Linked DNA regions of Ovis aries: region 1 is linked to region 2. The links are chromatin contacts, called in public Hi-C maps. All regions are on one chromosome and are shown on one strand. Each heading gives the region's core, a stretch centred on a gene start, on an enhancer-like site or on the middle of the called end of the contact. The rest is flanking DNA. Distances are from core to core; before and after follow the strand shown. Region 1 has its middle 57 kb from the start of ETV3L. Region 2 overlaps ETV3L (ETS variant transcription factor 3 like).

The links. A called contact is a pair of places that touch in the nucleus more often than the background predicts.
Region 1: a Hi-C map of mixed tissues shows a contact between it and region 2, with 4 times the contacts expected there. The contact joins two enhancer-like sites. A contact is called at or near these places in 11 of 16 Hi-C or Micro-C datasets (blood, hypothalamus, liver and 5 more).

What each region holds. Positions count from the first base shown.
Region 1 is chr1:107,082,783-107,085,482 of ARS-UI_Ramb_v3.0, forward strand. No RefSeq gene overlaps it. Among named protein-coding and RNA genes, the nearest start is that of ETV3L, 57 kb to the left of the region's middle. Within about 2 kb of position 1,284, at least 15 of the 54 cell types and tissues checked have an H3K27ac peak or open chromatin away from gene starts, as enhancers often do.
Region 2 is chr1:107,016,736-107,019,435 of ARS-UI_Ramb_v3.0, forward strand. The region is part of intron 5 of ETV3L (ETS variant transcription factor 3 like); the gene reads right to left. Among named protein-coding and RNA genes, the nearest start is that of ETV3L, 9.1 kb to the right of the region's middle. Within about 2 kb of position 1,351, at least 3 of the 54 cell types and tissues checked have an H3K27ac peak or open chromatin away from gene starts, as enhancers often do.

The sequences.
Region 1 (2,700 bases), core at 34-2,533, 66 kb after region 2:
TCCTGTTTTTTTTTTTCCAGATTATATTCCAATGTAGCTTATTGCAGGATGCTGAATATAGTTCTCTGTGCTGCGCAGTAAATCCTTGTTGCTTACCTGTTTTATGTGCAGTCGTTTGCATCCCTCTCCCCTTTGGTGACCCTAAGTTTGTTTTCTATGTCTGCAAGTCTGTTTCTGTCTTGTATGTGGATTCGTTGGTATGGTTTTTTGGATTCCACATAGACACGGTATGATATAATGTTTGTCTTTCTCTGTCTGACTTAGTTCACTGAGTATGATATTCTCTGGGGTCCAGGAATTTTTTCTCGGGTTCCCTGGAGCCAGGTGCATGCAGGTAGTTAGGAGCAGAATCACTGAATCATAGGGGTTATGCGGGAGAATGTGTATAAGATCCTGGCATGGTGCCCTGCACACAGTAGGCACTTAATACAGTTTCATTCTCACCCTGCTTCTATGACATGGGCCCTGCTCCGTTTCTAAGGAATCTCCACACTTCCAGTCGCAAGGCTGAACTACTTCCTGTCCTGCTCCCACCACCTGGAATCCAGATTCTATCTACCTGGTCAGTGGGGACAGAGTATTCTCAGCATTTTACCCTCTGCTGTTTACATGGCTCCTTACTCCTGTGACGGATCTTAGGATTTTCTTCCGGAATGAGGCAGGCAGAGCTCATCTCTCTGTCTCCCGCCCTTCATTCTAGAATAAGACCCTGCACTGCCCAGGGTTGCCCAGACATTTCGGGAGGCAGATCTTCACACAAGGATAGGGAAAGGTTTAATTTATATTTCAGAGGAGGATGACTACTGTTCAGACTCTTGGACAGTTTCTCAAAGAAGTTAAGGCAAGACAGTGAAATTTGGAAAGTGGAGTCCAGAAGAGTGTGCAGGGGCGGAAGGCTGGGGCGGTGCGGAAGCCGGGAAACTACCTGACGGGGAGAAGCGCAGCGGTGGGCAGGGCGGGTGTCTGTAGAAAGAGCCTTGGCGCTTTAACCCCCTTTTTCTTTCATTCTCTGTCCTTTAAAAATCACTTTTAGGCCCCCACTGCTCAGTGTCTTGTGCCATTTTGCAAGGTGAGTCTTTTGTGATTACCACCATTATATACTAGCTCTCAGGAAGAATTCCTGAAAATTCGTCTGGGTTAAGGGATGGGTCTTATCAGGCACACTTACCCAGAGAAGTTGGCAGAAAAGAGGCAGTGACGCTGGCTCTCTCATCCTCCCGAGGGGAGGAGTGGCGGGGCCTCAGCGACTTGCTGCTCACACGGGGTGGGGCTGTGCTCCCGCGGAGGGACTCTGCCCCCTTCTTACAGGGCAAGGGGAGACAGCAGCCTTGATGGTGAGGGAACAGGCCGTGAGAGCCTGGGTGAGGTGCCAGTAATTTATAAAGGCTTCTGGGAGTGCGGGCAGCCCAGTGCCGGAGATTTGGGAGACATGGGGCATTTGTTAGCCCTCTGCCCCAGAGACAGAGCTAATGGTCTCTTGGCACATTGAGTGTGGGTGGAAACTCTCCCAGGAGGAGGAAGAGGAACACTGATATCATTTGGCATGGTGTCTAGGAAAACTGGAATGAACTCCAGAATGTTCAGTTCGGTTCCTGACTGAGAGGCCTGGGGTCAACCAATGCTGACTGAGTCCGTGGATGAGGTCCTGTGCTCTGGTGTGAGAGAAAATCAGACTCTTAGCTGGCAGACGCTGTGCCCTGTCCTGAGCCTGCACAGGTCCTGGGTCTTGGCCTTGCTGGGGCAGGCATAAAGCAGGTGCTCACGGGATTAGGTCAGGGGTGGTGGGAGGAGGGAACCTTGGCTGTAAGAACCTCTGGGAACTGGGTGGTTGGCAGGCTCAGGAGCAGAGTTCAAAGCAGGCAGGCACCTCTGAGCATTGGCTGGAATCAGGAATTCCTTCTGGGGAAAGATTAGCTCAGAGGCCAAGGCCTTTATCTTCGGTGATACCTGTTACAGGAATTCTCTTGTTTGTTTCGCGTGGAAGCTGAGTCATCCTCATAGCCAGCAAACATTTATTCAGCACCCATTCCCTGAAGGGCTGTGGGAAGCCTGAGGTCACAAGTGGAAGATTGTCCTGGTCTCAGGGCTCTCGGGGAAAACCTGGGCAGACAACGGGCTCACTTATTCCCCTTTTGTCTTTTCCCCTTATGCTGTTATGCTCCTGGTAAATTTTTATGCTTGAGAAGCTCATTTTTTTTTCTTTTAAAATTAATCTTAAGGCTACTGCTTTGGCCATTTCTAACATCCCCAGCACAGTCCCATGCCGACTCAGGAGCCTGCATTCCACAGCACGTTGGACCAGTCTCTTCCAGTCTCCTCCAGGTTACGCCTGCCTTGAGCTCTATCAGGCACAGAGGCTCTGGCCACAGACCTGGGAGCTACATTTCTTCCCCTCCCTGCATTTCTTCCCCTCCCTCTCCTGATGGTGGCACGCGCTTCACCTGCCCCCTGCAGGTCATCCTGCACACCTCCAAGAGGGCTTCCTGCTTTATTTCAGTTTTCACATGTTTTGCTTTCCTCTTCTAGATAAGGAAAATATATTGCAGGACAAACAACCTGCGCTAAAATGATTTCTGCTTATACCTCCCTGCTAGACTATGGACTCTTCTGGGACAATGACTTTGCTTTCTGTGTTTGCATTCAGGGTGCTGCCCACAAAGGTCCATCTAGTCAAAGCTATGGTTCTTCCATGTATGGATA
Region 2 (2,700 bases), core at 101-2,600:
GCTCCTCTGTCCATGGAATTTTCCAGGCAAGAATACCAGAGTGGGTTGCCATTTCCTCCTCCAGGGGATCTTCCCAATCCAGGGATAGAACCTGGGTCTTTTTGTGTTGGCAGGTGAATTCTTTACCGCTGAGCCACCTGGGAAGCCCAACTAAGGCCATGCGCCACACTACTGAGCCTGTGCGTTAGAGCCCGGGAATCGCCGCTAAGCCCGTGTGCCGCAGCTACTGATGCCCGCACGCCCCGGAGCCGGTGCTCGGCAGCGAGAGAAGCCTGTGTGCACAGCTAGAGAGAAAGCCCCGCTCACCACAACTAGAGGAGAGCCTGCACAGCCAAACAAATACAATTATTGAAAACAACTCCCCAAACAAAACCTAAGTCCAGTTCCACGTTTTTTCTTAGCAAGGTCAAGTGTGAAGTCAAGGTGGTAACACCAGCAGGGCTATAGCTGGTAAAAACTGGAAAAAAAAAACCATTTAGTTATTACTTAAGTCATCCAATTTATTTGGTAAGAACAAATTTCTGACACTGGATCTGTAAAAGGGGAAAACAGTTAAGATAAGCTTTCATGAGGCAGAGCATGGACACCCCTGCCAGCCTGGGTGTCTGTCATAGTCGCCCAGTTGTGTTTGACTCTATGTGATCCCATGGACTGTAGCCCTCCAGGCTCCTCTGCCCATGAAATTCTCCAGGCAAGAATATTGGAGTGGGTTGCCATTTCCTCCTCCAGGGGATCATCCCAACCCAGGGATTGAACCCAGGTCTCCTGCATTGTAGGAGGATTCTTTACCATCTGAGCCACCAGGGAAGCAAAAGGTCATACATGTATGGAATGTAGCCTACATGGACTGTAGAATGCCAGGCTCCTCTGTCCATGGAATTCTCCAGGCCAGAGTACCAGAGTGGGTAGCCAGTCCCTTCTCCAGGGGATCTTCCCCAGGGATTGAACCCAGGTCTCCTGCATTGCAGGTGGATTCTTGACCACCTGAGCCATCAGGGAAACCCAGCATGTACCTTCTCCTGAATCACTGTCCTTTCCTTGGATTCTTAGGTGAAGTGGGGACTGTTGTTTTCCCCCAGGAAGGCTGTATCCCTTGGGGGTTCCGAGGACAGCGTCTCCCTCAGAGCCCCACAGCTGAGCAGGCGAGTGGAGGGGATGGTTGTAAGAGCCTTCCTCCCCTTCCCCTCCCGTTCCTAGCTCTAGCCCTGTGGCTTCCTGCTGCTGGCTCAGTAGTCCTGGCCTCTCGGCTGCCCAGAAGCAGTTCTGAGTGAAGGCAGAGTGAGGGGTTGGCACCGCCTTCTGGAATCCCAGTTCAGAAGTGGGCCGTGTGGGTGCTGCTGGCCTTCTGGTGACCCAACCTGCTGAGCATGCCTCAGGGCCCCAGCACAGGTAGGGCCTGTACCCACAGAGGGCAGGGAGGCGCAAAACAACTCCAAGCTGGGGCTCACCAGGGAATACTTTTTTTTTCCCCTGATAGTTTCTCAAAGAGAGAAGCTCTGTGCCCAGGGCATTCCCAGAACTAGGAAGGGGTGGGTGAGAGTGGAGGAACAGGGAGGAGTTCAGGTGCTGTCTCGCTCTAGGCTGCCTGACTTGCTGCCCTTCGAGTCCTGGCAGGCCTTGGGCCGCCCCACGCCCACAGCCTCGGCTGCGCTCGTGAGGGCCTGGAGCCAGGTGCTCTGCGTTCTCTGGGAGGTGGGACCTCTGGACTCCCAGCTGCACTGGAGTGGGGCTAAGGCCAAGGGTCTTTGTTCCACAAAATTGCCAGAAGTGGAGGGACATGTCATGGGCCTCTGCAGAAGAGCCTATGGTTGGCCAAGGATCTCTGTGATCTTTTTCACAAAAAATCTGATTTTGCTGCTTCCCAGGTTACAGCCCTGGAAGAGGTGGCCCCTGCCTGCATTTTTACCATGTCCCCCTCAATCGCCATGTGCTGCCACACTGGTGAGCTCCCAGTGCCTCTTTCCTGCCCCAGGACCTTTGCACACCTTGTGCTCTCTGCTTGCCATATGCTTGCCTCTCTCCCCACTAAGCTGGCACTGGTTTACATTCTGGGAATCAGCTCAAATGTCACTTTGTCAAGGAAGTCTTCCTGGCTGCTCTCTGCACGCTGAACTTCTCTGTAGCATTTGGTACAGATACCAATACTTGTCAGTTTGCTGGATTATTAACTGAATATCCCTCTTGCCTACAAGCTTTATAAAGGCAGTCTTGCTCACACTGGCACCCCAAGCCCTAGGACAGGGCCTGGCACATTCAGTAGGAGCTCATGAGCTATCTGTTGAAAGAAGTAGTGAGTGGATGAATGAGTGAACTTTATCTTCCCAATTTCTCTTCAGCTGGGCCTCCTTCTGCACCCAGGCCCTTGCCTTGGTTCCGGCTCCATCACCAGCTACCTAGATCTTCAAAAGCCTCCAGCACCAGTTGCAGGCGTCCTACATTCCCAACTCTACATACAGCCCAAGTTGTCTTTGTAAAATGGACATCTGGACGCGTTTCTCCCTCTGGGTTCCTTTTGCTTTCAGGATTAAGTCCAAGCCCTTCAGCATGGCTTCTGAGGCTCTCTGGGACTAAACACCCGTTTCCCTTGCCAGCATCATCTTGCCAGCTGTGTCTCTCCTCTTCCTCCTCATCCCTGCTCCCGTCACCTGCCTCACTGTGACCATGTAAGCTACGAGCAGATCTTCAAATTTGACTACACTT